Linked DNA regions of Mus musculus: regions 2, 3, 4, 5, 6 and 7 are each linked to region 1. The links are chromatin contacts, called in public Hi-C, HiChIP or PLAC-seq and promoter capture Hi-C maps. All regions are on one chromosome and are shown on one strand. Each heading gives the region's core, a stretch centred on a gene start, on an enhancer-like site or on the middle of the called end of the contact. The rest is flanking DNA. Distances are from core to core; before and after follow the strand shown.

Evidence for each region. Promoter capture Hi-C pulls out the DNA fragments that hold promoters and counts their contacts. A called contact is a pair of places that touch in the nucleus more often than the background predicts. HiChIP or PLAC-seq counts read pairs in DNA pulled down with a chosen protein or histone mark.
Region 2: a contact with region 1 is called in a promoter capture Hi-C map of hippocampal neurons, with 3 times the contacts expected there. The contact joins the enhancer-like site here to the promoter of Aldh9a1 in region 1. A contact is called at or near these places in 7 of 39 promoter capture datasets (the C10 cell line, cranial neural crest, embryonic stem cells and 3 more), 1 of 484 Hi-C or Micro-C datasets (B cells), 3 of 115 datasets of contacts at active chromatin or transcription factors (astrocytes, embryonic forebrain and large pre-B cells) and 1 of 9 other capture datasets (liver).
Region 3: a promoter capture Hi-C map of hippocampal neurons shows a contact between it and region 1, with 2.8 times the contacts expected there. The contact joins the promoter of Rgs5 here to the promoter of Aldh9a1 in region 1. A contact is called at or near these places in 1 of 39 promoter capture datasets (hippocampal neurons) and 1 of 115 datasets of contacts at active chromatin or transcription factors (astrocytes).
Region 4: a promoter capture Hi-C map of pre-B cells shows a contact between it and region 1. The contact joins the promoter of Nuf2 here to the promoter of Aldh9a1 in region 1. A contact is called at or near these places in 7 of 39 promoter capture datasets (the 3T3-L1 cell line, 3T3-L1-derived adipocytes, the C10 cell line and 3 more), 1 of 484 Hi-C or Micro-C datasets (B cells), 1 of 115 datasets of contacts at active chromatin or transcription factors (astrocytes) and 2 of 9 other capture datasets (adipose tissue and liver).
Region 5: a Hi-C map of B cells shows a contact between it and region 1, with 6 read pairs. The contact joins the promoter of 3110045C21Rik here to the promoter of Aldh9a1 in region 1. A contact is called at or near these places in 2 of 39 promoter capture datasets (liver and pre-B cells), 1 of 484 Hi-C or Micro-C datasets (B cells), 1 of 115 datasets of contacts at active chromatin or transcription factors (astrocytes) and 1 of 9 other capture datasets (liver).
Region 6: a promoter capture Hi-C map of hippocampal neurons shows a contact between it and region 1, with 6 times the contacts expected there. The contact joins the enhancer-like site here to the promoter of Aldh9a1 in region 1. A contact is called at or near these places in 5 of 39 promoter capture datasets (the 3T3-L1 cell line, 3T3-L1-derived adipocytes, hippocampal neurons and 1 more) and 1 of 115 datasets of contacts at active chromatin or transcription factors (large pre-B cells).
Region 7: a contact with region 1 is called in an H3K27ac HiChIP or PLAC-seq map of large pre-B cells, with 6 times the contacts expected there. The contact joins the promoter of Uhmk1 here to the promoter of Aldh9a1 in region 1. A contact is called at or near these places in 4 of 39 promoter capture datasets (hippocampal neurons, liver and pre-B cells) and 1 of 115 datasets of contacts at active chromatin or transcription factors (large pre-B cells).

The regions. Positions count from the first base shown.
Region 1 is chr1:167,348,595-167,352,211 of GRCm38.p6, reverse strand. It overlaps Aldh9a1 (aldehyde dehydrogenase 9, subfamily A1), which reads right to left and starts at 2,221. Exons shown (of 11, transcript NM_019993.4): 1 at 1,796-2,221. The coding sequence starts at 1,976. Gm24182 (a small nuclear RNA gene) reads right to left here and starts at 3,187; the gene lies at 3,081-3,187.
Region 2 is chr1:170,186,987-170,190,670 of GRCm38.p6, reverse strand. No RefSeq gene overlaps it. Among named protein-coding and RNA genes, the nearest start is that of Uap1, 14 kb to the right of the region's middle. Within about 2 kb of position 1,855, at least 68 of the 459 cell types and tissues checked have an H3K27ac peak or open chromatin away from gene starts, as enhancers often do. A contact at or near this core is called in hippocampal neurons, where this site is marked.
Region 3 is chr1:169,653,382-169,657,100 of GRCm38.p6, reverse strand. Rgs5 (regulator of G-protein signaling 5) reads right to left here and starts at 1,600. Exons shown (of 5, transcript NM_009063.4): 1 at 1,480-1,600. The coding sequence starts at 1,523.
Region 4 is chr1:169,529,165-169,533,053 of GRCm38.p6, reverse strand. It overlaps Nuf2 (NUF2, NDC80 kinetochore complex component), which reads left to right and starts at 1,590. Exons shown (of 15, transcript NM_001355159.1): 1 at 1,590-1,732. Gm34624 (a long non-coding RNA gene) reads right to left here and starts at 1,477. Exons shown (of 3, transcript XR_373698.2): 1 at 957-1,477.
Region 5 is chr1:169,967,472-169,971,018 of GRCm38.p6, reverse strand. It overlaps 3110045C21Rik (RIKEN cDNA 3110045C21 gene), which reads right to left and starts at 1,610. Exons shown (of 3, transcript NR_040438.1): 1 at 1,444-1,610; 2 at 217-569. Hsd17b7 (hydroxysteroid (17-beta) dehydrogenase 7) reads left to right here and starts at 1,814. Exons shown (of 9, transcript NM_010476.3): 1 at 1,814-1,921. The coding sequence starts at 1,887.
Region 6 is chr1:169,500,946-169,504,922 of GRCm38.p6, reverse strand. Nuf2 (NUF2, NDC80 kinetochore complex component) reads left to right here. Exons shown (of 15, transcript NM_001355159.1): 14 at 323-458. Among named protein-coding and RNA genes, the nearest start is that of Nuf2, 29 kb to the left of the region's middle. Within about 2 kb of position 1,417, at least 2 of the 459 cell types and tissues checked have an H3K27ac peak or open chromatin away from gene starts, as enhancers often do. A contact at or near this core is called in hippocampal neurons, where this site is marked.
Region 7 is chr1:170,213,916-170,217,874 of GRCm38.p6, reverse strand. Uhmk1 (U2AF homology motif (UHM) kinase 1) reads left to right here and starts at 2,468. Exons shown (of 8, transcript NM_010633.4): 1 at 2,468-2,902. The coding sequence starts at 2,635.

The DNA of each region.
Region 1 (3,617 bases), core at 972-3,471:
CTCAGCGGTTAAGAACACCAACTGCTCTTCCAAAGGTCCTGAGTTCAAATGCCACCGACCACATGGTGGCTCACAACATCCATAATGAAATCTGACTCCCTCTTTTTGGAGTATCTGAGGACAGCTATAATGTACTTACATATAATAAATAAATACCTCTTTAAAAAAAAAGTTTACTAACATTGACCTTCTAGAAGTCATTTTGTGATGGTTCTTAATACTGACTCAGAATCTTGACAGTCTTGCAAAATCCAAGTTGAAAGTCATCAGTCTATTACTGTAAACTGTCCCTTATCTGTGTTCTAATCAGGGACTATCAGACTACTACTTGGTGAATAAGGTTAATAAGAAACTTTAGTCGCTAAAGGCCAGTCTTTTCTTAAAGTCTCAATCTCCTATCCCCATCATAACAGAAAGATTAGTGTTGGGGCTAGAGAGATGGCTCAGGGTTAAGGGCACTGACTGCTCTTCCAGAGGTCCTGAGTTCAATTCCCAGCAACCACATGGTGGCTCACAACCATCTGTAATGGGATCCGATGCCCTCTTCTGGGGTGTCTGAAGACAGCAACAGTGTACACATATAAATAAAATAAAATGGTCTTTCAAAGATAAAAAAAAAAAAAAAAAGATTAGTGTTTTTTTTTTCTTTTTAAGCCCGTATCTGAAGGATCATAACCCAACTAACTCGACCAACAAAAGGTTTTCAGCAGTTTCTTTTCACAAGGAATTTCTGAGATTTCATAAACCTATTTCTTGGACAAACCAGAATGGCTGAAGATCGCCTGCGAGTAAAGGCAATGGCCAGAGCTCACCTGCGGGCAATGCTGCTTCTGTGCCTCTAAAGGGAGGCAGGCTGAGAAACTCTTCCCAGCTATCATGGCCTCTCCCATCAGTTCAGGTTCTGGCAAATCCCTGCCTCGTGGAGGTCAGTGTACTTTTACTTCTCTCACTAAACAAGCCCTTCTGGCTTACAGAACACATTTTTTTTCCCTGCTCTGAATATTCAATAAGAATAATCAAAACAAACACAAAAGTCAACCCAAAGTCCAAGAAACAAAGAACTCGCTTCCTCCTTAGTTTGTGCTAAGGGTTTGCTCCAAAGCATTAAGTGCTTGCAAGGATGAACTGTAGAAATCTAATGAACATCGTGATTACAGCTAATAATACCGTAAAATACATATTCACTTAAAATCTGCCAAGTGTGCAGAGCATGAAAGTTCTCACTACTCATAGGTGGAAACTACGTGGAGATAACGGATAAGTTCATTAATTAACAGTGGTAAGCACTACACGTGATTACACATGTTCAATGTTTTTTTTTCTCTCTCTCTCTTGTTAACCTGGAGAGCTAGCAGGCACTAAAGCTAAACAGATGTTGTCGGCTGCTGTTTTTTTTTTTCTCTCCTTTCCCAACTCTCATCGAAGTTCAGAAATATCCCAGCACTAGAAGGGGGAAGGTCATGTGGATCATGCATAACAGAAATCACCTGTGAGTCAACATCCCAGTAGCAGACTCTCCTGCAGGCCCAGCTCTCAAAACTCAAAAGACCCACAGGTTCTACGCCAGACTCTCCTGCTCCAGCCATGTAGTTACTCCCGGCCCCCCAGCGCACCCCACCGCACCCATAGCGCCCCCTCTTTTCCAGGAGCCTCCCCAACATTCTGTGCTCCGTGCTGCGACCACGCAAGTTCAGCAACCCTTGGCGGAGAGCTCGGAAGGACTCGGGGCAGCAGACTCAGTGCACAGGGCCGGGGAAGACCCACCCCATCCGCGTGCCGCCCCGCGCCAGGTTACCGGTGGCTGGCTCGAACGCTTTCTCCGTGCCGGAAGCATCCACCGGCTCCACACGGGCCCCGCCGCGGTAGTTGAGCGGCTGCGACACGACGAAGGTGCCAGTACTCATGGCGGCGACTGCTGCAGCCCGGTGAATGCGGAGGAGCGAGGTCAGCACAGAACCGACTGCACCGAGGATCATCTGCTACGCGTGCAAAGCGTCCGGAAGCCCCAGCAGATTACTACTGGAGGGGGAGATAGCGCGGTAACGAGGAGGGAGTGGCGAGGGGCGGAATCTCTGGGGCGTGGCCCATGGAAAGAGGCGACCCTGGCTGGGCAGGGGTGGACCACTAGGGAACAGGACCTCGGGGAGGTGTGGACCGTGAGTGTGAAGACCCGGGGCCCTCAAGGAGAGCCCAGTAGAGCCCACTGGGAGGAAGGGACAGTGGGAGGGGCGTGGCCTCGTGCCACGAGGGGGTGTGGCGTGAGAGGACGGCCAATGAGAGCCTAGAGTGAGTAGCTTGGGCCTAGTCAGCATAATTAAGGGCCTGGTGAGAGCTTCTGGGGCTGGAACTGGAAGACCTTTGGCCTAGATAATTACGTGGAACACCACACCACCCAAGTCCTCCGGTCCAGATCCCGAAGGAGTTCCTGGAAGGATAATGAGACCCCTTCTACTGGGCCTGCAAGCTTTTGCAACATTCTCCTTACTGTATTTCTTTGATTTCTTTTTGTGCTTTGTAGAAGCACAGTATTAGGGAATGTGTTCTTCTTTTTTTCTTTTTTTTTATTAGATATTTTCTTTATATACATTTCAAATGCTATCCCGAAAGTTCCCTATACCCTTCCCCTGCTCTGCTCCCCTACCCACCCACTCCCTCTTCTTGGCCCTGACATTCCCCTGTACTGGGGCATATAAAGTTTGCAATATACCAAGGGACCTCTCTTCCCAATGATGGCCGACTAGGCCATCTTCTGATACATATGCAGCTAGAGATACGAGCTCTAGGGGCACTGGTTAGTTCGTATTGTTGTTCCACCTATAGGGTTGCAGACTCCTTCAGCTCCTTGGGTGCTTTCTCTAGCTTCTCCATTGGGGGCTCTGTGTTCCATCTTTTAAAAGACTGTGAGCATCCACTTCTGTATTTGCCAGGCACTGGCATAGCCTCATACAAGACAACTATAACAGGGTCCCTTCAGCAAAATCTTTCTGGCATATACAATAGTGTCTGGGTTTGGTGGCTGAGTGTGGGATGGATCCCCGGGTGGGGTAGTCTCTAGATAGTCCATCCTTTCGTCTTAGCTCAAAAATATGGAACGCTTCACGAATTTGCGTGTCATCCTTGCGCAGGGGCCATGCTAATCTTCTCTGTATCGTTCCAATTTTAGTATATGTGCTGCCGAAGCGAGCATGGAATGTGTTCTTCTAATTTAGTAAAAATTTTGGTCAATTTTCTCAGCTCTCTGTACGAATTAATCTTTTCAGTGCCTCTGAGATGTGTAGGTTTGGGTCCTCAAATGGAAACAGCAGTACCCAATTAAGAACACCTAGGCCCGAACTCAAAGGACTGCTTTTGTTGGGGTTGGTCAGAAACATCTGGAAACATCTGGCCTGGGTCAAGATCATTGACAGGTACAGAGATAACAGCTGGTCGTTTTGTGGCCAGTTGTGTTTAAAGTATTCTGCCCAGCCATCCCATGTTGATTTGTTACATTTAGATCGTCTGATGTATGTTCCAGAAATGTGACCATGGCATCTGTTGATCTAATCGTGGCAATAAAAGTAGAGTGTGACCCAAACCCAATGAAAGTCAACAGCAAAATTTGCTCTTACTCTATCAAG
Region 2 (3,684 bases), core at 606-3,105, 2.8 Mb before region 1:
CTTCTCCTGTTTCATGCTTCAGGACATGACTGTGAACTGGTTAATCTTTACCGACAGCTTGACTGGGCTTAAACTTATCTAGGAGATTGGTAGGTATGCCTGTAAGGGAATTTCCAGAGAGGATTAATTGCTGGGGAAAACCCACCCACAAGGTGGGCAGCATCGTCCCATGAGCTGAGCCCAGATTACCAGAAGGGTGAAAGGAGAGAGCTATCGGAGTATATCAGCAGTCTCCACCCTCTCTCTGCCTCTTGGTCTGCCATGACGTGAGACATGTTGCTCAAATACACCCTGTCCACCAGGCCCTGCCCACTATGCTCTGTGAAACCATGACCCTCCATAAAGAAACCATTCCTCCTCCATTTCTGTCAGGTATTTTGCTCATAGCAATTGTAAACAGAATAACAAAATAACCAAAAGTTAATTTTCTGTTTGCATGAGGGGGAAAAAAAAAGATATACAATAAGGCTAATAATGACTAACTTCCAAGGTTATAAATCTGACCAAGCACGTCTCAGTTTTCTAGCGTAGTTCACAAGCCTTTAAAAAAAAAAAAAAACTAGCTTGAAACAATACCTCCTATATAAAAAATGCAGTTTTAATCAAATACTAACTATAGCAGTTGTGGCTTCTGTTAGAGCATTCCAGGCTGAAAGCCCTTGAGTGGGAAACAGTGGACTGCCCGATCACACTGGGTAGGCAGCAAAACTCAAAGCCCACCCCGGAACAGGCAGGTCACGTGACTCTTGCCTAGGGATTGTATGATAAACAAATGATGTTCTTCCTATCCAAAGACATTGTTCATAATGTGAGGAGTGTCTGTTTTTAAAGAAGATAATTTCAGGTGGGCAGCTATTATGTTTATAATCCCAGCACTGAGGAGGCCAAGACAGGAAAGGAGAGGGCCATGCATTCAAATCCGAGGCCAGCCTGGCCTGCATTGTGAGTTCAGTGGCAACCTAAGCTAGGGTGAGAACCTATCTCAAAAATAAACAGAAGGAAAAATTATTTTTGATGGCATAATCAAAGATAAGCTTTGAACAAGAAGCTAGGAAAATTTCAGTCATTCTAAAACAAGTTTTAAATAGCAGCTGCAGATTGCTAAACTACTATAATTTTGCAAGCTATATTTTATAGTTCTAGAGAGATCTAATTGGCTTTTGCTTGGGGGAACAATTCAATGAGCCTTTGGAGAATGAGAAGACAGACACATAGACAGTGTATAGATATGACAAGGTCAGAGCTACTTGTGGAAGCTGTAGAAGGTCAGTGGTAGCGCCTTGACTAACCTGCATGAAACCTTGGGCACGCACTCATGCGCGCACACACACACACACACACACACACACACAGAGGATTCTGTTAAGTGATTTCCTGATTATTCTCCTTGTGGGAACCCCAAAGTCATGGCAGCGGGATTATTTCATTTGTGTAGATAACTAAACTATGAGGCTCTCAGGGACAACAGCAACCCACCTGTGTGCAGCCGGGGTTTGCTTTGGATTTTTGTATAGTTTTGAACTCGAGATGGGTACTTACATACATTTGAGAAAGGTAACTTTCTAAGACCGAATCAAGATCAGATCCTCCCCATGGCTACCAAAAGGGGCTTCAGAATCCAGGTTGTGCGATTAACTGATCTCTCTGCCTGTCAACTTTCTGCCACCTGGACTCTTGTTATTTTCCTTCCCTGACTGCAAAATCCCTATACGAAAGGTTCCTTAGCCATTGTGAAATTTAGGCCCAAGTGCTGGAGAGAATGAAATGTTTCTCGTCAGGGTTTGCCTGAGCATGGAAGGCAATGACTCAGGCTTTGGCAGTGGTGGCCCCTTCTGCCCAGAATCTGCCAGTTCCTGAGGGAATGGAAACCTCCCCTTCTTGGAATGAAAGTGACTGAGGAGGGCGGGTGCTCCAGTCCCAGTTCGGCACCCTTCCTGCTGACGATCTGTCTGCCGTGATTTCTTACTGACATCACTGTAAAGGTCATCGCCAAGTCCAGACGAAGATCGCTTACCGCGCCCACCCCCATCCCCCTTGGGGTTGTTACTCATAAAGGTTAAGGAAACAAAACAGACACAAAATATCACGGTTGATGTGGCTGCTCCTTTCAAAGTGTGTGCTTTTTGGTCTTTCCTGAGCTCATGTTCTATAAATTATGTTCTGGTTCTTCCCTTAAAGGAGAAATAAGACTTCAAATTACAATTATTTTCTTTTTTTTTGTTTCAAGTTTGTTCTGATAGATGGAAGTCTATCCTACTGTCAGCAATCATCTCTAACAGAACATGATGTTACATGGCTATAACCTCAGCATTTGAGAGATAGAGGCAGGAGGATAACCTCATGTTTGAGGCCAGCTTGAACGACATAGGAAGTTCTAGGATATCCATGGTTAGATAGCATATTCTGTCTCAAAAACAACAACAACACACATACACACATGCATGCACTCACATACACACATGCATGTACTCACATACACACATGCATACACTCACCCACAAACTTAAAATCAATACTTTTGAAAAGCAAATAGTCTCAAGCTGTATTTATATGTAAAAATTCATGATTATAAATATGTAACTATTGGGCTGAAAAAATTTAATGTAAAGAATATAGATACGAGGCATTGTCTAAAAAAACCTCACCAAATAAATAGCAATGTCATTTTTGGAGGTAAACATCTAATTTCTCCTTAAAATAGGGATTTTAAAAAATCCCTATTTTTTGTTATAATCAAAAAATATATCTTTGTACTCAGGTTCAGTCTATAGATTTCTTGTGTGTGCCCAATGGTTTCTGGAAGGCTTTTTACAATCTTAAAACCTTGAAAAAGGTTATGATCTTATGAGGAAGTAAATATTACATATCATCTCTCTTTTACATTCAGACACACGCATACAGGTGGGATGGGAAGGAAGAGAGAGAGAGAGAGAGGAAGAGGAGGAAGAGGGAACAGGCGGTATTCCATACGTGTTAGCAATCTAAAATAGACTCAAATGTCAAACATGTAAGCTTTCTCGGGGGTAGCAGCAATCTGAAATAGTTCCAAAAATCCCCGTGCTTTTCAGACTTTATGAAGGAAAAGCCCCAGGTTGTCATCGTTGTCATCATCATCTTGGTTTTTGAGATCAGCTCTCTCACTCTATATATAGCTCAGGCTGCCCTGGAACTGGCGGTGATTCTCCTGCTTCATCCTCCTAGGTGCTAGGATTACAAACATGAGCCATGACTTAGGGCTTCCAAATCTCTGTTTTTCAGAGTAGCTGTGCATTGATAGTATGTAACACTAGAAACCCAGCAGATGCTCAGATGCTCGGGAAATCTGAGCTCCCCCTTGTTTCTGATGAGAAGATAAGTTTTCTAGTTTCCAGCAGAAAAGAAAATGTTGAGGGCAAGGCTTCCGTGATCGACCCCAGCAAGTAACACAGCCAAGCATTCTGGAGCCAGTGGCTGCTGTTCTAAGGGTTAAAGCTGCTAAGAACACTAAATCTGTATTCATCAGACAGTGCATAAGGTCGGTTCTTTCTCTCAGATGCTTATAAAATCACACATGCATTTAAGAAAAAGCAATTGTTTATAAGCTTGAGGCAAAGACTCAAAGCAAACAACAAATTAATGAGCATTTCCCCTGAGAAACTGCTGCACTTCTGTCCAAGCATGGAGCCTGAGGTAGTCTTGCCAGGT
Region 3 (3,719 bases), core at 351-2,850, 2.3 Mb before region 1:
AACCCTTGCAGACTATCACATAAACAGCATCAACTGTTCACCCAGTGTAATGATGTAAGCTCCATCCACTGCATTAATGATGTTCAACGCAAATACCAAGTAAGCTAAAGGCTCACCATGCTCACTCATCCCTCTATGCTGTGCACGGTCAACGATCAACGTGTGACTCTCACAGTTGGAGAGAAAGCAAAGGTGGATCATCTGGTCTTCAAAGAAGTTGGGATGCCACTCAGTTCTAAGCACTGCACCTATCTGGAGCTCTCTGTAGGAGAGGTGGGAGGCATGGGGTGTGGGAATAATGAACAATTCCCAGTCCTGGAATCCACTTCTCTCCCCCTGGTCTGGTGGATACAGCTACAGATGTCACTGCTATTGGTTCCTTCTATCTTCATCTATTTAAAACATTTACATCTCTGACTCTAGGGAATATGTTCCATTGTTTCTTCTTTTAAAAAAATCACTTAAAATTTATTGCTGTAATGAAAAACGTCAAAGAAAATGTGACATTTTAAATAGGTAAAAGTCTTTGGTGGCCCATTAAACAGTATGACTTTCTCAGACAGACATTGACCCTTGGGGACAGAGGAGGCTGTGCAAGAATCAGTTTTACTCCCTTTAATGGTTGAGGGTCAAAGTAAAATCAATCAGGACTCTACAGAGCAGAACCTTTCTACCTACACAGATCATGTCGGGTATTGGGTTGTTAAGTTTGTAGTAAGATGACGACTTTAGATATAGGATTTTTCTATAGACCACAACACAGTCCTAGACAACCATGTGTCTCAGAGCTCCAGGTAATAGACAAACCCTGTGTCTCAGGGACTTTTTTTCCCCCAGTAACCAAGCTACTCCTATCTAATGAATAGGGAATAATGGGAAGCCCCCTCTGCCCCACTGCAAACTGCCTGCAGAGTCCTCATTACCCCAATCTCTCTGTGTGAATGAAGATCACTTTTCCCACAGTTTACTGTGTCAGACATTCTTCTGAGCACTTCCCACACATGACCACTCACTCACTCAGTCCTCAAAACCACCCTGTGAGATAGACATGCTTCCCATTTCCACTTTACAGATGTGCAAAGTGAGAGGTTAAAGAAATTGCTTCAAGCTACCCAGGAAATATGTAGGGGAGACAGAATTCAAACCCAGATACTTTTATTTTTCGGTGTTGGGAGTTACCTTCTTTCTAGCGCGCACACACACACACACACACACACACACACACACACCCTCTGGGGGTTGGGGGGAACAGCGCTCTGGTACTCTGTATATTAAATGACCATGGATTATCTCCTTTTGAATCTCTAGCTCAGATCTTTCCAAATCTCAGTACTGCTACAGACAAGACAAAGCCAAGTCTATTACCAAGCATCAGTTTCATCTCAGCGGGACCCCATCCCGCAGAGCCTCTGGGCATCCTCCCTTGAGTGAAGGCTCACCACATTTTCATCTCCTACACTGAAGAATTTCAGTTCTCACCTTTCCAGGCATGAGTGCGGCAGAGCTGCCAGTCCCTTACACATTTTGGCTGGCGGCTTAGATCCTCAACTTGAGCACGAACCTCTCAACAGCTGACCGTCTGTGGAAACTTCAATAATCTGGGGCAGCCTTTCCCTTTGAGGAATATATACAAGCTCTCTCACAGCTCCGTGGCTCCGAGGACCAATCAGCAGCCTGGGCGAAAATTGTGGGCTGGAGCTCAGCAGCAGTTTGCCTTCGGTGGGGGCTGGGAGTCTTTCCTGACTTCAGGCACTGCTGGGGCATGTTTCTGGTGGCTTCTGTCCCCACAGTCTCTTGTTTGTTTAGTTAGGGCTGTGTTGGAGCCTAAACTGAGATAAGATCATTAGTGCCTGAAGACTGAAATTTGACGTTAGCCAGAACGACGATGTGGGCTTTCTTTGAAAGCAAGGTACCCTGAGCCATTTCAGATCTGCCAAGGGTCCTGGGATACAAACACTAAACCCACTCACAGGGGAGGAAACGGCTTCTTTTCACGGTGGAGAGAGTGTTTAGCTGAGGATCTCTCATCTCCTGAGCACTCAGATGGGTGCTAGGAATTCCGAGGTAAAAGGACCAGTCCAGGCTCTGATGATGCAGGTGTGTCTTACATTGGTGCAGTTAGGTGTAAGCAACAACTGCCCTGGCACATCTTCACTAGACCTAGGGGGTCACAGCCTGTGTGCCCAACAAGTCCTAATCAGGTCTTTTCTTCAGTGAGTCCATTAAGGGAGCCAAGTTAATGGTGAAGAGCAGAAAAAGGAGATTTGCTCAGTGTGACCCTAGTCTATCTACTACAGGCCTGACAGGAGGGAGGGCATAAACAGAAAGCAAGGGACACACCTAGCTAAAGAGAAAAGGCAAAATGAGGTTCCCCTGCCCACTAATGTCTCAACATTGGGTCTTTCCCACAAGCCAGTCTGACACAAGGTCAAGGTCATTGCACAAGCTGTAAATCTTTTTTCCAGGAGACAAATTCCTGTTCTGGATGCCCCCAGGGCTTCAGCCGTTTCCTCTCCCTGAAGGAGATTGGGGAGAGGGAGGGGGCAGTAATAGCTTGGAGTTCTTTAACAGTCAGCAGTCAGGTTGTCAAAGAGGGGAACACAAGTGTCTCCTTAGAAGGTTTGTTCCTGGCAGATAAGTCCATAACCTCCTGGTCCCCCTTTGCTTTAACACCTCAGGGTTGAGGTGAGATAGGCCTGTGACTGAAAACAAAAACCCCAAAGGGAACAGGAGAAGGAACCAAGGTTAGAATACACTCAGGGTGTCAAGCTCCCTGCTAAGAACCGTCTCTGCATAACTCCTGGTTTTAGCTTCTTTCGGAAAGTCTGGAACAAACAAATGCATTCTGTTAGCCTGAAAAGGGTCTTGAGCAGGGCTGTGGTGGCACACCAGCGCCGGGAAGGCAGAGGCAAGCGGATTTCTGAGTTCAAGGCCAGCCTGGTCTACAGAGTGAGTTCCAGGACAGCCAGTACTATATAGATAAACCCTGTCTGGGGGTGGGGGGAGAGGGAGAGGGAGAGGGAGAGGGAGGGAGGGAGGGAGGGAGGGAGGGAGGGAGGGAGGGAGGGAGAGAGAGAGAGAGAGAGAGAGAGAGAGAGAGAGAGAGAGAGAGAGAGAGAGAGAGGTGTCTTGGTACTATGACATGCAGGCTGTCCTCAAACTTCTGTTCCTTGCCAGCCTCCCAAGTCGTGAGATTTCAAGCAGCCACTATTCTGCCCCGTGTGACTCCATTTCAATCCTGACAGCTTTCCTCCTTGTCTCTGCACAATGTTCTCTGAAGCCATGATTAAGCATCTGATGGTTTGTTTTCCACTGTCCCTGGCAACTGTATAAACTGACAGCACGGCCACTCTATGGTATGGGTAAGAAGGGGGGTTTATTGTAGCTATGAAGGAGAGAACAGCCAGGGGTGTCTAGAAGCGGCCAGAGCAGAGAGAGAAATTAAACTGAACATGCCCAGCAGACTGGACCTGGGCATGACAGAAGCAGGAACAGAGCTGAGAGGAAGAAAGGGACAGAGAGAGAAGGAGAGCAGAGATGAGGAGGAGGGAGACAGGGACAGAGAGGGAGTGACTGAGAGAGGAAGACAGAGACTGAGCATATGGAAGACATCAAGGTACTAAGGACAATGAGTAGCTGTAGCCACAGGGAGGGAAGCCTTGGGCTGGGGAAGTTTAGGGGAGTGGAGGGGGTGAGAAGGGCCAGGATGCTAGCTAGCA
Region 4 (3,889 bases), core at 341-2,840, 2.2 Mb before region 1:
CTCAAACTCGTAGAGATCTGCCTGCCTCTCCCTGTGGAGTACTGACATTAGAGGCAAGCACAACCATGGTTTGAAGAGTACATTACTTTTAAAATTTTTCTGAGAAATCCTTGTCAGCTCCCTTGAAATACTGTTAACACCACGGGCTCTCATAAAGTCAACACTGGAAATTTACTAGAACATAAAATTTGAATTAATAAAAACACTGAGCAAGTATTTTCATGATATTAAATATGTTTGACTGATGATTCAGAATGGTGTTTATATAAACTACATTAAAATAATATAACTTCATGTACACGTTGAGGAAAGTATTTTAAGGGGTTAAAGCACAATGCCAGGTCTGTGGTTCCTTGTATTTATTTAGAGTTCACCACAAACAGCGAATGTTAGGTATTTTACAGTTTCAGACTAGTACTGCATAAAGTATTTCAAATGTATAGCTCAATTTCCAAAATCTTTCCTAAAGATGAACGTGACTGAAGAGGCAAACAGATTAACAAGAATGATTAGAGAGAAATAAAATGCAGACAACTACTTGAATTCAATGCTATTTTTCTTCTTAAGCCAGGACTGTAAACATGTACTTTAAAGCCCATAAATTTAGAAAAAAAAAATTTTTAATCCAGAACATTGTGTCCGATGTTTATCTCTGTAGTTTTGATTACTGGAAAGAAATGGAATGAAATTCTCAGTAATGTTAAAATCAATGCAGCAGCGCCGCCCAGTGAATAAACCGGATATAAAGCTACGTTGCCAGAATTCTCCATGTTAAATTGTACTGTATTTTCAGTGTAGCCATGTTCCATCTACTTATATGAAACTATGTTCTATAATATTGGCTCAAGAATATAACAATTAAAATCTTACCTATTTATTAAAAAAATCAAGTAGTAAAGGTACTCAAAGGATATTAAAACACCCGTGAATAGAGAGTTCTGTATATTCTTTGTTACCTGTAATGTCAGTAAGCCACAGAAATGGCTCACCGATGAGATGAACTAGTGGTTTTGCTCATGTTTGGCAAGTGTAGAATCATATTCCAGTACGTTTATGCTTCTAGATTTATTATCCTATATTGAGTCCTCAAAGTGAGTAAATTAAAGATTTAAATTGGACGTCCTTAACAATGTCTATCCATCCATTCGCTGCCCCGCCCTCAAGCTTTCATGGACCTAAGGAGAAATGATGTGTACAAATATCCAGTGAGGTCAAAATTTGACCCCATCAATGCTTATCAAACAGTAAGACTGTTACTACTACTCCTGGATTCTCTATAATGCCTTTGATTAATTTGGGAACAACACATCCTCTATTGCCTGTTACTCTCTGAGCCTAAGAGAAGGGGCTAGAAACCGTCTGTCTGCCTGCTCGCTATCAGGTACGCTGAAGGCAAAGTTCCAGTCTGGGACAACCCGGTAAACACATCCCGGAACTCCTCCCCCTAACTGCTGCGCTTCCTGGTCTGGCGGAATCGCGGTTCCGGCTAGAAACTATAACCCTGAAGAATGATTCCGCTGATCTGGAGCCTGGCTCGCTGCGCAACTCGTCAAGTCCCACCCACCGTGGGTCTTCTGAGCCTTCTCGGCATCCGTCGCGAAGGAAGCGCGCTGTGCGGAAAGGGGCCGGCCTCACAAAAAAAGGCGGCCGGTTTGAAAAATGACAACGGTCAGCGGCTTTCGGTTGGACGCTCGGTTTTTAACTGTTTTTCCGTGAGCTGCTAGGCCTCCAGGTGAGTTTGAGCGGGTGAGCGTTGGAGGGCCGGGTGCAAGGCCAAGGATCGGGGCATCTGGGTTTACTAACTTGTGTGTTGATTTGACAGGCTCATCTATCCCAGGTTGGTCTCGAACCCCTATATTCCTGAGACTAGCCTTTTTTTATTTATTTATTTAACTTTATTTGTAATTCAATTTTTTTACACTTCATATTCCATTCCCCGCCCCTCCCCATCCACCCTCCGACTGATCCACATCCCAAACTCCTCCCCTCCCCACCCTGTCTCCACATGGATGCCCCCACCCCACCTGATCTCTAAACTCCCTGGGGCCTCCACTCTCTTGAGGGTTAGGTGTATCATCTCTGAATGAACACAGACCCGGCAGTCCTCTATGTGTGTTGGGGGCCTCATATCTGCTGGTGTATGCTGTCTGTTTGGTGGTCCAGTGTTTGAGAGATCTCAGGGATCCAGATTAATTGAGATTGCTAGTCCCCTTACAGGATCGTCCTCCTCAGCTTCTTTCAGCCATCCCTAATTCAACAACAGGGATCAGCTGCTTCTGTCCATTGGTTGGGTGCAAATATCTGCATCTGACTCTTTCAGCTGCTTGTTGGGTCTTTCGGAGGGCAGTCATGTTAGATCCCTTTTTGTGAGCGCTTCATAGCCTCAGTAGTAGTGTCAGGCCTTGGGACTGCCCCTTGAGCTGGATCCCACTTTGGGCCTGTCACTGGACCTTCTTTTTCACAGGCTCCTCTCCATTTCCATCCCTGGAATTCTTTCAGAGAGAAACAATTATGGGTCAGAGGTGTGACAGTGGGATGGCAACCCCATCCCTCACTTGATGTCCTGTCTTTCTGCTGGAGGTGGGCTCTATAAGTTCCCTCTCCCTACTGCCGGGCATTTCATCAAAGGTCCCTTCCTATGAGTCCTGGGAGTCTCTCACCTCCCATCTCTCAAGTGCTGACTTTACGGGCATGAGCCACAAGAATGGCGTCAGTGTGACTTGTTTGAATGCTTGCCAATTTTTTATGTATCTCCATTGCGCCACCATCTCTGGATTAAACCAAGAACCATTTATCAAAAGGCGAAAATATCATAATCCAAAAGTCAGGGAGCTGAATGTACCTGGATCTACGTGGGTGTAACACAAAGCCTTCCCCGTATTTTCCAGGAATGCTTTATCTAGTTCCTCAGAATTGGGAGTTGCTTGCTTAAGTTTGCATTGCAAAGCCAGTTGTATATAATGTAAGTTATGTTGTGCTTAGCACTGAAGTGTTACATATAACGGAGAAATGGGAGCTCCTAGAGGTAATTGTCCTATTTGAACTAAAATGTCAGAGAGCTGTTTTACTGTATATAAAGTATATAGTATCTTTATAGTTAGATGGCCTCTTTCTCTGTATACGCAACACACACACACACACACACACACACAGGAGTTGGAACTGAAATTGCACTATTAAAATGAACACAATTTGCTTCTGAGAAGAGAGCATTATTACTTCTAAGTGCAGTTGTGAGCCTCTGGGTAGCTTTACGTTGGGAAATTGATCCTCAGAAATTCTCAGGCAGGTGTAACACAACATTGGACACTTAGGAGAAGACTTGGAAGGCATTAACTTGGACCAGAAAGAGCATGAGATTATTAAAGGCTTTGGCAACTTCAGTGGGAAAGGCTGGGATTTGTGTGGTAGGTAAGCCCTTTGTACGTTTGTAAGGGTTTGATGGTTTATAAGAATTACCCTGACAGTAGTGTATATCACATCAGCAGAGAGGGGTGTGTGATTATGATTTTATACCCACGTTTTCTGTTATTAATCTATCTCTAATCTAGGTGTGGCTTGTTTTTTTTCTCAAGTAACCCCTTATGTTCTTATAAACAATTTCAAAAACTGAGATGCAGATGAAAAATATTGAATGCTTAATTCAATTTTTTTGCCTCTGAAAGCTTGATGGTTTCAATTGAAGAAATAAACTGACCTCAGGATACGGAACAGAAAAGCCCAGAATCTGATATGTGCCTGAACCCAAAGGAGGACTTGCTACTCGAGCGCAGAAAGAGATTAGTGAGGGGCATGAACTTCTGTAGGGAAAGAGGGTGACTGGAGAGTTACAGCTGTGGCTAGAGGGGATACACAGTAAACGGAGGCTGCCTTGCCATACTGATGGAGT
Region 5 (3,547 bases), core at 361-2,860, 2.6 Mb before region 1:
TAGGGTAGAGATGGATTTATTACAAGGAGCACAATTAATGTTGAGTTAACTACACCTGCTCAACTCATGCCAAGGCTTGCCAGTGATAGCTTCACTCACTGTGCACCAGACTGTTCTGGTACCCAACTGAAGAACCCCAGGACAACACAAACCCAAGATGAGTAGTTTGGAGTGAGGTAAAAACAAAACAAAACCAAACCAAAACCCAACACTCACCTATGAATTAAAAAATATTTTCATTGCTCGGGGTTGTGACTCTCTATGACAAATGACTTTAAAAATTAAACATTTTAGATTAATAGTCCAGTCCATCCCTTGTCGGTCACAGAGCCTTGGAAGCAGCAACTTGAGTAGAACAAAAGGAGGAAGAGTCCCAGTTTCCCTTACTGGGCTGGGCTGGAAGTGATAGAGGACTTTCTCTGAAGTCTTCTGGGTTTCATCTAACTCAGAGCTGGTCCCACTCCTGTTCTCATCTGAGGCTGTAGTAAGGCTGAACTCCTCTCGGACCCAGGCAGACTCCTGATGTTGCTTTCATGCACAGAGTTCATGCTAATAATTGCACAAGAGAACTTAAAAAAAAAAAAACAACTCAAAATAAACGTCATAATATGTTAATTAAGTTTACAGTTTTCTGGTGGGCCATTTTCATGCTACCCTAGGGTGCAGTGTGGACACACCTGTCTGCCACCCAACCCACCCACCAGGCTCTCCAATTTCTTTTTAAAAAGTGAGCTTTCTTTGGGAGAGCCACACAGTTTTCTCTGTTCTTTTGCTGCCACTTCTGAACTCCAGGGTTTAAAAAGGATCATTTGGGTATGGAATCTCAAGATCAGGGATTTTTTTTTTTTTCCACTTCAAGGCTTTAGAAAATTTGTTAAGTTACTGTCTTTTAAGAACAGTTGAAATGATCAACCAGTTTTCTTAAGTTTTAGCAGTTTGTTGGTATCATTAATCAAAACATATAGATTAAAGCCCAGAAAAGACGTTATCATTTAGGATCACGGCTATCCCTAGTAATTACAGCTCTGAAAGAGGAATAGTTTGTTCAATCATATGAGTATTAGTCCTTTCACTCAATATTAATCATCTGTAAGTAGCGAAAGCTGGGATAACGATTATAACAGCTGCGCAGGGTATTTTTATGCGAATTGAACTTAATAAAAAAAGGGAGTTTTAATGTATGCATTTGCCCCTCCCTGATTACCTAGTTCTGCTCCCTCCAAAGTACTCATCTGGGATGGCTTGGAGACAAAAAAAAAAAAAAAAAAAGAGCGAGCGAGCGAGAGAGAGAGAGAGAGAGAGAGAGAGAGGCAGAGAGAGTGAGAAAATAAAGCTCATTACAGCGACCTGAGAGGTCTGAAGGAGATGACAGTACGCATTCCTTTAGCGTTCTGAGATTCTCTGGTTTCATTCCACATTCAGAGCTTGAAATTGCTAACTTACTCGTGATTCGACATAAATACAATTCAATGAAATCCAGGTTCTCTTTCTTAAAGACCATGCTTTACACATCCTAAGAAGCAAACTTGGACTTGGGTTCCTGCACCGAAGCCTCTCCCAGCAGCCTTGTGAAACCTCCAGCTCTGCCGCCCGCTTGCTTCACTCAGAACAAAGCCCCCGCCGCAGACTGGGGGCGGCGACTGCCTGGATTGGCTATAGGACCCTTGTGTCACGTGGCTCCGCCCCTCGGCCTATCTCACCTCACCCGGTCTGGGCGTGGAGAGAAGATGCCGAGTCGCGATTGGCGGGCCTAACGCGCGGACCGGATGACGCAGGAGAGGTGGAGCCGGGCCGAGCCTTGATTGGTCGAGGTGCGCGTGGTCACGGATCAAGGTTCAGGCTAAGAGAACCCCGGTGCAGTTCTACTTCGGTGCAGGGCGTGGAAGATGCGGAAGGTGGTTTTGATCACCGGGGCGAGCAGGTGAGACCTCCTATGGAACCCCGGAGTCTATGCGGGGGGAAGCGCAGGTCGGTGATTCACTTCGATGGGGTCCGCAGAGACCCCGTTCCCTGGCTTTCCAAGAGGTGTGGTCATGCCTGCCTCGCTTGGTGCTCGGTGCTCGGTGGCTGGCGCTTTGAATTAAACATGACAGTGGAAAGGAAAGCTAAACCGCCAGTGACTGGTCAGCCTGGCAGTGATGCTGGACAGTTGTTCTCTAGGGACCGTCAGTCTCCGAGAGTAGTTAATTGTAGGTGCCCACAGTTCACTTTAAACCTAAACACTCGGGGTGTTTAAATGTCAGCATCCATGAACTTTAGGACAATGAGGAAATTTCACTCCTGCAGCATGTTTTCATATACTCTTTCCAGGAACCTACAGAACGACCAGTCTAGCAACTAAGGCTTATCCTGATGCAGATGCCAGCAAAGTTATTCCAGGCTTGCCCATTTGACCCTTGACCTACTTATCATTTGTTGATGAAGAATGTGTGGAGGATGGACCCAACCAACTCCCCTCCTACCCCCAATTGGTTACATTGCTATTTTTTGAGGAATTAATACAGGATTTGTTAAATGCCACTTAAGCCTGTTTCAGTGACCCAATCACATCTATATTAACTAAACCAGTGGAGGGGTCTGTCTTGGGCTTTTTGTTAGTGTGCGCTCTCCTTTAGGTCAGCTGGGTTTTGGCCGTTCTCGAGTGGAAAGTGCCTGTAGAAGTCAGACCTGAATTGGTGTGATTTTGATATACTGTGGTGTGTGCAACTTATACTAAAGTTGGTATTTAAAGTAAGGATGAATAGGCCGGTATCTGCTTGGTACTTTGCTGGCAGGGCCGCCAGATTCTGTGGATTCCAGACTCACTTTGGAGCTCCCTTTGCTGGCAGTCTGCATGAGAACTTACTGTTACCCAGAATGGCCTCGCTACCAGCAGTGGGCCCCATCTGCTGCGACCTTCATATCACTCTTTGTGACCCAGTGCATCTGAAGCCTCCTAGCTCTGCTCTTTCCTGCTTCTTTGTCTTCGGCTCTATCTGCTTGCTGATTCTGCTTTCTGTCTACTTGTATTGAGGGCTTTTTTTTTTTTTAAACTCTTGGCTATTCTGCTGTGACTTAGTAGTTGACAGGGATTTAACTTCAAGCTGTGCTACTGTGTATTCTCCTGAAAACAAAACAAAACAAAGCAAAAAAAAAACCCCAAAAAACAAAAACCCAAACCAAAACCTCACCGGTTGGTTCACTTACTGCGATTTACAGTTTTCCTAATAGCAACAGTACCAAGAAGTGGTGAGAACCCTTGCCTTTGCGGGACCAAGGCACCACAAGAAAATGGGGACACGGTAAACAACTAATACGGCCCCCCTTAAAGTATTTGCTAGAGATATATTAAATCACACCCTAACAGGTGCTCCAACCCTCACTCACTGTGTCATTGAACCATATTAGAGGGGAACAACTGGATGTTGCTTATCAACATGGCTAATCGGGAGATTCCTTCTTCACATAATGTTTGGGTATTTTCTATCTGCTTGGATTTCTCATTGGAGCTCATATTGACACTGTCAAGTTTCTGAACCAGAGAGAACTGCCTTCATTTAACACCATT
Region 6 (3,977 bases), core at 168-2,667, 2.2 Mb before region 1:
AAGAAAGTAAGTTTGGAGGGCTGGAGTGTAACAGTGGTTGAGCATTTGTCTAGCAAGTGTCAGGCCCTGGCTTTGATCTTCAGCTCTACAAAACAAGGAAACAGGAAGAATCACTGTTGAATGAGGTGGTTCCACATGCCATGGTGTGACTACAGGGTACCACACTGTGGGGTTTCATGGGGTTTGTCTGCTTGCTTTGATATCTGGAAGGGTTCTGAGCTTGCTAAGCAAGTACCAACACAATGGCTCTGGGTTCACTAGCAGTCTCTCGTCTTTTAAATGCTTAAGAGAGCTTATGTCCGGTGTCTCTGTTCCCTTTTAGAGACTGCAATAAAGTTCAAGAAAAGAGAGATGCTGTCTGTGAGCAAGTAACCACTGTTAATCAAGAAATCCACAAGATTAAATCTGCAATTCAACAACTGAGAGATACCAAGAAAAGGGAGATATTGAAGTCTCAGGTGGGTGCTTTTAGGAGACTGAGCCCATGAGGTTAAAATGTAGATGGTGTTACCTGTGCAGAGATTTGAGTTCTCCAGAGCAGCGCTTGACCTCACAGGCCTTCACTTTTATGTCCATGTATAGCAGCCCTCGGGATACCCTCTGATAGTCACAGCTATGCATCTGCTGTGCCTTTTCCCTACTTGCCTTTTAGCATATCACAGAGTATCATTCTTTGGGGTAAAAGTAGTTGCTTAATACAGGTCCTGAAGTCATTAGGTAGATGGATTTACTCATGATGTTTTAAGTAATATCTCTAAAAACCTTTTACCAAAAGCTACTAAAAGTAGGCACACTCCGTTCAGAATTCCTAGGCCTCATCTTTTCACTCCTTTCCATCCTCCTGTTTCTGAGCTTGCCTGACGTGTGATAGTTGTACTCACACTGCCACTGTCTCGCTCTGTCCACACAGTCTGGGAAGATCTAAGGCAAAGGAGACCTGAGATACTCTGCCCTACTTTCTTAAATAAACCAGACTCTGATGTCGCTTGTTCTAGGTGGAGGTGTTGAGCTGATTATTAATAGGTTCAAACTAATAACTAGCTTGAATTTGAGCTATCTTTGTTAGTCATTAAAGATGCCCAGGCTATCTCATATTTCTCTTAGCTCTGTGCACATGTGTCTCACCAGTAACACAACTTTCTTGGCATTATCAGCTGTGCTTTAAAACTCAGCATGGCATCTGAAATCATTCCTAGAATGGACATGGGCATAGTCTATTTTCCATAAGTATTTATAAAGTTGAAAGGGCACTGAGCACTGTGTCCTAAAACTAGCTGTGTGTTGCAGTTCAGTGAGGAGTTTTGAAATGAGCAAGACCCCTCCCAAATACATTGAATTAGATTCTAAACAATAGGTCCCACCACTGAATTGAGTCGTCTGTTTATCTCTAGAATAGGGTGGCATTTGAGAGCCGCTGATGGGCTCTGTAATTGTAATTGTTTCTGTGGATGGCGCTCATAACCACACAAGCTGTTCTGCTACAGCTGTAGTTGTTAAAATGTTATTTCTCATTCTGAATTTAAAATAGTCAATGTCTGTCCTCTGGTGGACTCAGATCTTCCGTCTGGAATAATCTATACCCAGTTGTATGGAATGACCCATAAGATGGTCCTGTGTCTTTCAGTTGTCTCTCATTGTGTTTAATAGCCGGAGGTCCAGCCACTCTTTAATTTTCAGATTTATTGTTTTCCTGTTTATCATTACTGCTTCTTACCTGTCACTATTTACTCTGTAGAACGTAGTACAAACTGCAGTCTTCCCAAATACTGTTATAGCCCCAGAAGCACAGAGCTTCTGTTCACAGAGCCTTGTTTTGGAGGCTGGGTTGTCAGCAACAGTGTCTCACCTTCTGTTCATGTTCAAATTATGATCAGTTAATGACTACATCTTCTTCACGGGCAACTCTGCCAAGTTGTTTCTTCACCATACCATACTAGGATGAAATGATTGCTCTCAACTCAAGATCTTAGTATAATGTCTTGCAGGCCTAATTGTATTTCTTTCAGCCTAGATTCTCAAAATGCCAAAATCAGTTTAAATCTCATCCACACTAATTCTTTCTCCTTGTGTGGTGTCAGTGGACCCCTGGCTGTGCTGTAGCTCCTCCAGAGCACACAGTGTGTGCTCAGAGCTCAGGCCAACAGTGCGGCTTGCCGTGCTGCCGTTCCTTTACCTGCCCGCTCATGTCCATCAGCTCCTCAGCAGCCCGAGGATGGCTGCGCATGCGAGGGTGAGCTCGAGTGCATTTGGTCAGTTCTCTTTCCTTCTTCTCATAGCCACGCTTCACACAGATGCACAGTACAGATTGTCAGAGTGTTCTCCACACGGGCTGCCAGACGCAGGGCACCACTACCCTGCTTAAATTTTGGCTCACATAGATCCTGCAACTAGCTTTGCACTGCTCTTCTCCTTGGACAGCATTAAAGATCTGTTTCCTGTTCCAGGTAACGACAAAGTTATGTAAGGTTCCAAAGCTTCCCTGTCTTTTCTATTCTTCACCCCTCTCCCCATTTCATTTCTTCCCTTCAGTGTCTTCATAAGTCTCTTTTAGACTATTTGATATATTTCTAAGATTACATAATTTTTAATATTTCTCATCATCATTTTATATCACAAGGAATTGACATTTTAGACCTGCCGGAGATAACCCTGGCTGTCAGACTCACAAAGTTAATATTATGATTTCTTTGTCCTCAGTGATACTCTTCATGACTGACCCATTTTATTCACACATTCATAACATAATTTTGTAAGTCTTATGAACTAGAGCAAAATGCTAGCTTTCTTCGTTGAGTCCACTTTTAAATCCCTGTGTTGAGTACTAAGCAGTGCCTGTGTCATCTCTCTGAAGTAATGCTTTCATAGTTCATTTTCTTGTTTAAATCAGGGCCTCCCTATTTCCTTGCAGTTACCTGAACTTTATAGTCAGTATTTAACAATAGTGTGTGCACCCCTGGATATCCAGGTCCCCGTGGGCTCAGGAGTCAAGTTGGAGACGAGGATGTTGTGCCTGCCTCTAAGAGTTTTGCGATGAGCAGATCATTTCCATCCTTTCAGGTCCAGTAGGAGGTGTGCCTGACCTCACGTTACACTACAGCGTCAGAGACAGAACAGTGTGCACGGTCACAAGCACAGATCAGTAGGCGAAGCAGGACAGAAAAAAGAGCTTGAAGCTAGAGCCAGCTGGTTTGTTTGTTGTTTTGTTTTTAACAAAGATGCCAGAGAAGGTCGCTGAGAAAAGGTCAGCCACGTTAACAAAAGCGCACAAGAAGCTGGATGTCCCCACATAGCAAGCTGAAACAGAACCCTTCCCTCTCATGGGGCACCAAGCACAAACTCCAAAGACCATAGCATAAGACATAGAGTTCTGAAACTGCTAGAGAATAAAACTAGAGAAAATACTTGAAGATCCAGGAACTAGGGAAGGCCTTTTTGCATAGTATTCAGCTTGCTCAGGAATAAGCCTGACTGTCTACAAATAGCACCTCGTGAGATGAGAATCCTTCCACAGAGCAGGCAGAGCTGTCCATCAAACAAAACACAGTTCACAAAAGGGAGAAAAACCTTCTAACTGTGCACCTGATAGAATGGTACCCGGAGCATAGGAGCAATTCACAACACTGGACAAGAAAACAAACATCTGTAGGCCAGGAGATGGAACTGAGTTCTCAAAAGAAGAAATGCAAATCACCAATAAATGTTTTTAAACATGTTCAATATCCTTAACTATCAGGGAAATGCAAATTCAAACTATAATCTGTCTTATCCCAGTCAGAATGACTAGCTTTAAGAACAGAATTGATGCCAGAAGCTGGCAAGAGTGTGGGTGGAAGAAAGCCTGTAAGAATTAATTAATTAATTAATTAATTAATTAATTAATTAATTAATTAATTAATTAATTTAGTGTATTGATTCATTTAGTGTGTAAGCACATACCTTGCATATGCTTGAAGACCAGAGGACAACTCTGTGGAGTG
Region 7 (3,959 bases), core at 1,219-3,718, 2.9 Mb before region 1:
GGGCTCAAACATATCTTCTTTCTTGGGACTCATGATGGTGCACCACCTCTTCTACTTCTAGCAAGTCCTAGCTGTCCTCCTGCCCCTACAGGTCCTACTACTAGCACTGAGGTTACAGGCATGCCTCCCATGCTTGGTTGTTTTGTTTTACATAGGTGCTCTGGATTTGAACTTAGGTTTACAGGGAGGGAGTCTCTGCATTTAACAGATTAGTGAATATAAATCCATAGTTTAGGAAGTTAGTTCCATTGTCTCACATCATCTTCAAGTTTCTACATGCTAAGAATTTAGCAGCTCTGTGTGTGTGTGTGTGTGTGTGTGTGTGTGTGTGTGCACAAGACAGGATCTAAGGCATGGTTATCTCTCTACCAAATCAGCTTCTGTGATCCAATATCCCACACCGTTTGCTTAAATAAAAGACTTTGTAGAAGAGCTAGTAGCAGGAGATGGGGACCTAATGATTCACAGTTGCCAACTTTAGTTCTGGCTACTTCCTTCTGAAATTGGAGCATGGTGGATGCTAAGGTCAAGCCCCACTCCCTCTTCATCTCATGTCATTTGGTCAGTTAGTGGTCCTCGGGTTATGAGCTGTTATTTGTATTCAGTCATGATGAGGTTATCTGTGTGAATCTGAGTGGTTTGTGAATGGTGATTTGTATGGCCACTTGCGTTAACACAAGTTAACAAGTAGACTAACAAGAGGACTATGGATATAAGAACTAAAATGAACTGGTAGATTGTCAGGGGCTGAAGGAAAGAGGAGTTGGCAGCTTGTTTAATTAGAAGAGAGATTAGTTTCTACAAGATGTATGGAACAAGTTCCTCAGATGTTTGTTGATAATGTTTGCACAAGGTCAAAATATTTTATATTACCTATACACTTAAAAATGACTAATGTGGTAAATGCTACACTGTGCATATTTATATGCATAAAAGCTCTTGTGTTTTTAAAACATTAAGATTCTTTAATCAAATAGGCACCCTGCCCCCCCCCAGTAAGAAGTCTGGAGGATGGTTTTAGGAAGCACAATGGATTTCTACCAAGCTGTCAAGGATCCAGAAACCTTTTGCATTTCTTCTGGGTCATGAATGATCTAGACTTGCGTTTATTTGTCCCTATACACCCAGTTTCCTCTTCTTCCATTAGTTATGAATTTTATGTGAATTTTCTAGCTTGTCTGGAGCTAGCTTGGGTCATATGACTAGGTAAGCACTAGCTAATGGGATACGACCAGAAAACTCAGTACCATTTTGGCTATTTTTGTGCTTCTTTGGTCTCTTTCCCCATTCTCAAAACCATGAAATGCTGAAAGACAAGGCAAACACATAGGTCACAAAGATAAAAGTCCACTGAGATTGGCAGAACCCTGCATTATTAATTGTAGAAGGGAATGCTTCCATATCTAAGACAACATACTTTGGGCTTTTTGGCACAATAGATCACATCCAATTAATATATTAATATGTTGCTTTTATTCTCTCAGTTGCTTCATAAACAGGATGACTAATCTGTCTTTATTTTTTGTTTTGCTTTTTAAGATTTATTTATTTCTATATACACTGAAATTCTGCCTGCATGTTTGTGTAAGAGTGCCAGATGCTCTGGGACTTGAGTTATAGACACTCGTGAGTTGCCATGTGGATGCTGGGAATTGAACCCTGATCTGGAAGAGCAGTCAGTGCTCTTAGCTGCTAAGCCATTTCTCTAGCCCCAACTAATCTGTCTTTAGCTTTACGCTTATTTTCTTAAGCAGGAGATAGGAAGTAACAGGGAAGAAAACACAACATCTAAGTGAGTCAAGTTAGATCTTCCAATAAATCCTTGTTAGTTATGCAGGAAGGTCTTATTGACTAGAGAGAGGGCGTGGTCACAGCCACTTCTGAGAGAGGCCAGGTATTTCTTTTGTGTATATTACTGTTCCAAAGAAAATCGGAGTTATATTAGAAAGGGAGGTGGTAATGATGGATATCAGGAAGATGTGAAAGCACGTAGCTTTCAGCTTGAAACAATAGGTAATAGAAAATAAGATAGCTGCACAAGAGACAAACAGTTCAGTGGCTATGAGGAAATACTGATCTTCCCCAGGACAGGACTTTGGTTCCCATCACCCAAACCCGGCAGCTCACAATCTCCTGTAACTTCAGCACCAAAAGATATTACACCTTCTTCTGACTTCTGCACACATGAGGAACAAATACACAAATATATAAATACAAATATAATAACTCTTTAAAGATAAATAAAACAAAAAAATCAATAATCATATATTTTGCTGGAGCCAGGGCCTTCCTTGCGCATTCAAGGCAAGCACTTTACTACTGTGCTACACCCCATCTCTAATAATTAAGTTTAATATCTCAGTTGTTTTGTGCTAAACAATTTTCCCCCTGGAGGCCCCGCCCCTCTTAGGCCCGCCTCCTTCAGCCTCTAGGATTGGCTTTCCCCCACTTCCGGCTGGGTCCGAGTGCACTCCGGCTTCCGGTGTCATGGCGGCCTGAGGTCCGGGGAGTCGGTCGGAGCGCTGCAGGCCCCTCCCTGCGGAGCGGCGGGTCCGGGCGGGGATGTGACGGCGGGCGCCGCGGGCCTGCCTGGCGCGTCGTGTCGGCTCGCGTGTCCTCGGCCCAGCCCGCACCATGGCGGGGTCCGGCTGCGCGTGGGGCGCCGAGCCGCCGCGCTTCCTGGAGGCCTTCGGGCGGCTGTGGCAGGTCCAGAGCCGCCTGGGCAGCGGCTCGTCGGCCTCGGTGTACCGGGTGCGGTGCTGCGGTACCCCGGGCTCGCCCCCCGGCGCCCTCAAGCAGTTCCTGCCTCCGGGAACCACCGGGGCTGCGGCCTCGGCCGCGGAGTATGGTTTCCGCAAAGAGAGGGCGGCGCTGGAGCAGTTGCAGGGTCACAGGAACATCGGTAATTGTGGCTGTCCCCCATGTCCTGCCCATGTCCCGGCTCAAGCATAAGCGTCCTCCGCCTGGCCCCCGGTCTTTGGTCCTGTAGGTGGGAGGAGAGGATCGGGCCTCACTAGTTGTCACGCGATGCAGGTCCCTTTTCAGTCCACCTTTCCTTTGCAGCTGTCTGAGGTATACGGTGGAAGTGATTATTACATAGCAAATGCTTAGTAAAGTCCAGTTTGCTTAGGTTTTCATCCGGTAGTTAGAAAGTGAAAGGCATGAGTTTGCCAGGTTGTCATGTCTTGAGTGGAAAATTTTGCATCTTTTCCAAATGGAAAATATTCTAGGGCATCCAGTGCCATCATTGACATCAAATGACATACTACTGAGAACGGAAAAAAAAATACATATTTCGTGTGAATTTGGGAGAGGGAACCCAGTGTTACCTAGAAGTTAATGGAAGTGTGATATTTAAGAGCACAGCGTTTGCTTCAGTAAGACTTTCATGACTCAGAGATTTAGAATGTAAGCTTGTTTGGGCCACAGATATATGGAAGCAGTCCTCGTTGCTAATCCACGTACAGGCAGAGAGCTTGTAAGCGGTTATAACTTTGGTTAGTAAAGAAGCGTCATAGATCTTGGCAAATAGAACCCATGTGTAGCTTGAAGAAAGTGTTTGTTTATTTATTTATTTATTTATTTATTTATTTATAATACTACATTGATAGAATGTCCTAATGCTAGTGTGTTTTTCTTTTTTTTCCTTAATCTTACTAAGCGGTATATCACTATAGCTTTGGTGTTTGACAGGAACATTTTTTGCATGCCTCAGTACTTGTTGAATCTCTTGCGTGATTACATTAGAATGTTATTTGTAATTGATGTATATAATATGTGTGTGTGTATATATATATATATATACACGTATATATATGTGTGTGTGTGTGTATACATATGTCTATGTATATACACATATATGTATGTGTGTATATATATATATACACACACATGTACACACACACACATATATATATACATATATATATATATATGTATATATATATATATGAGCATAG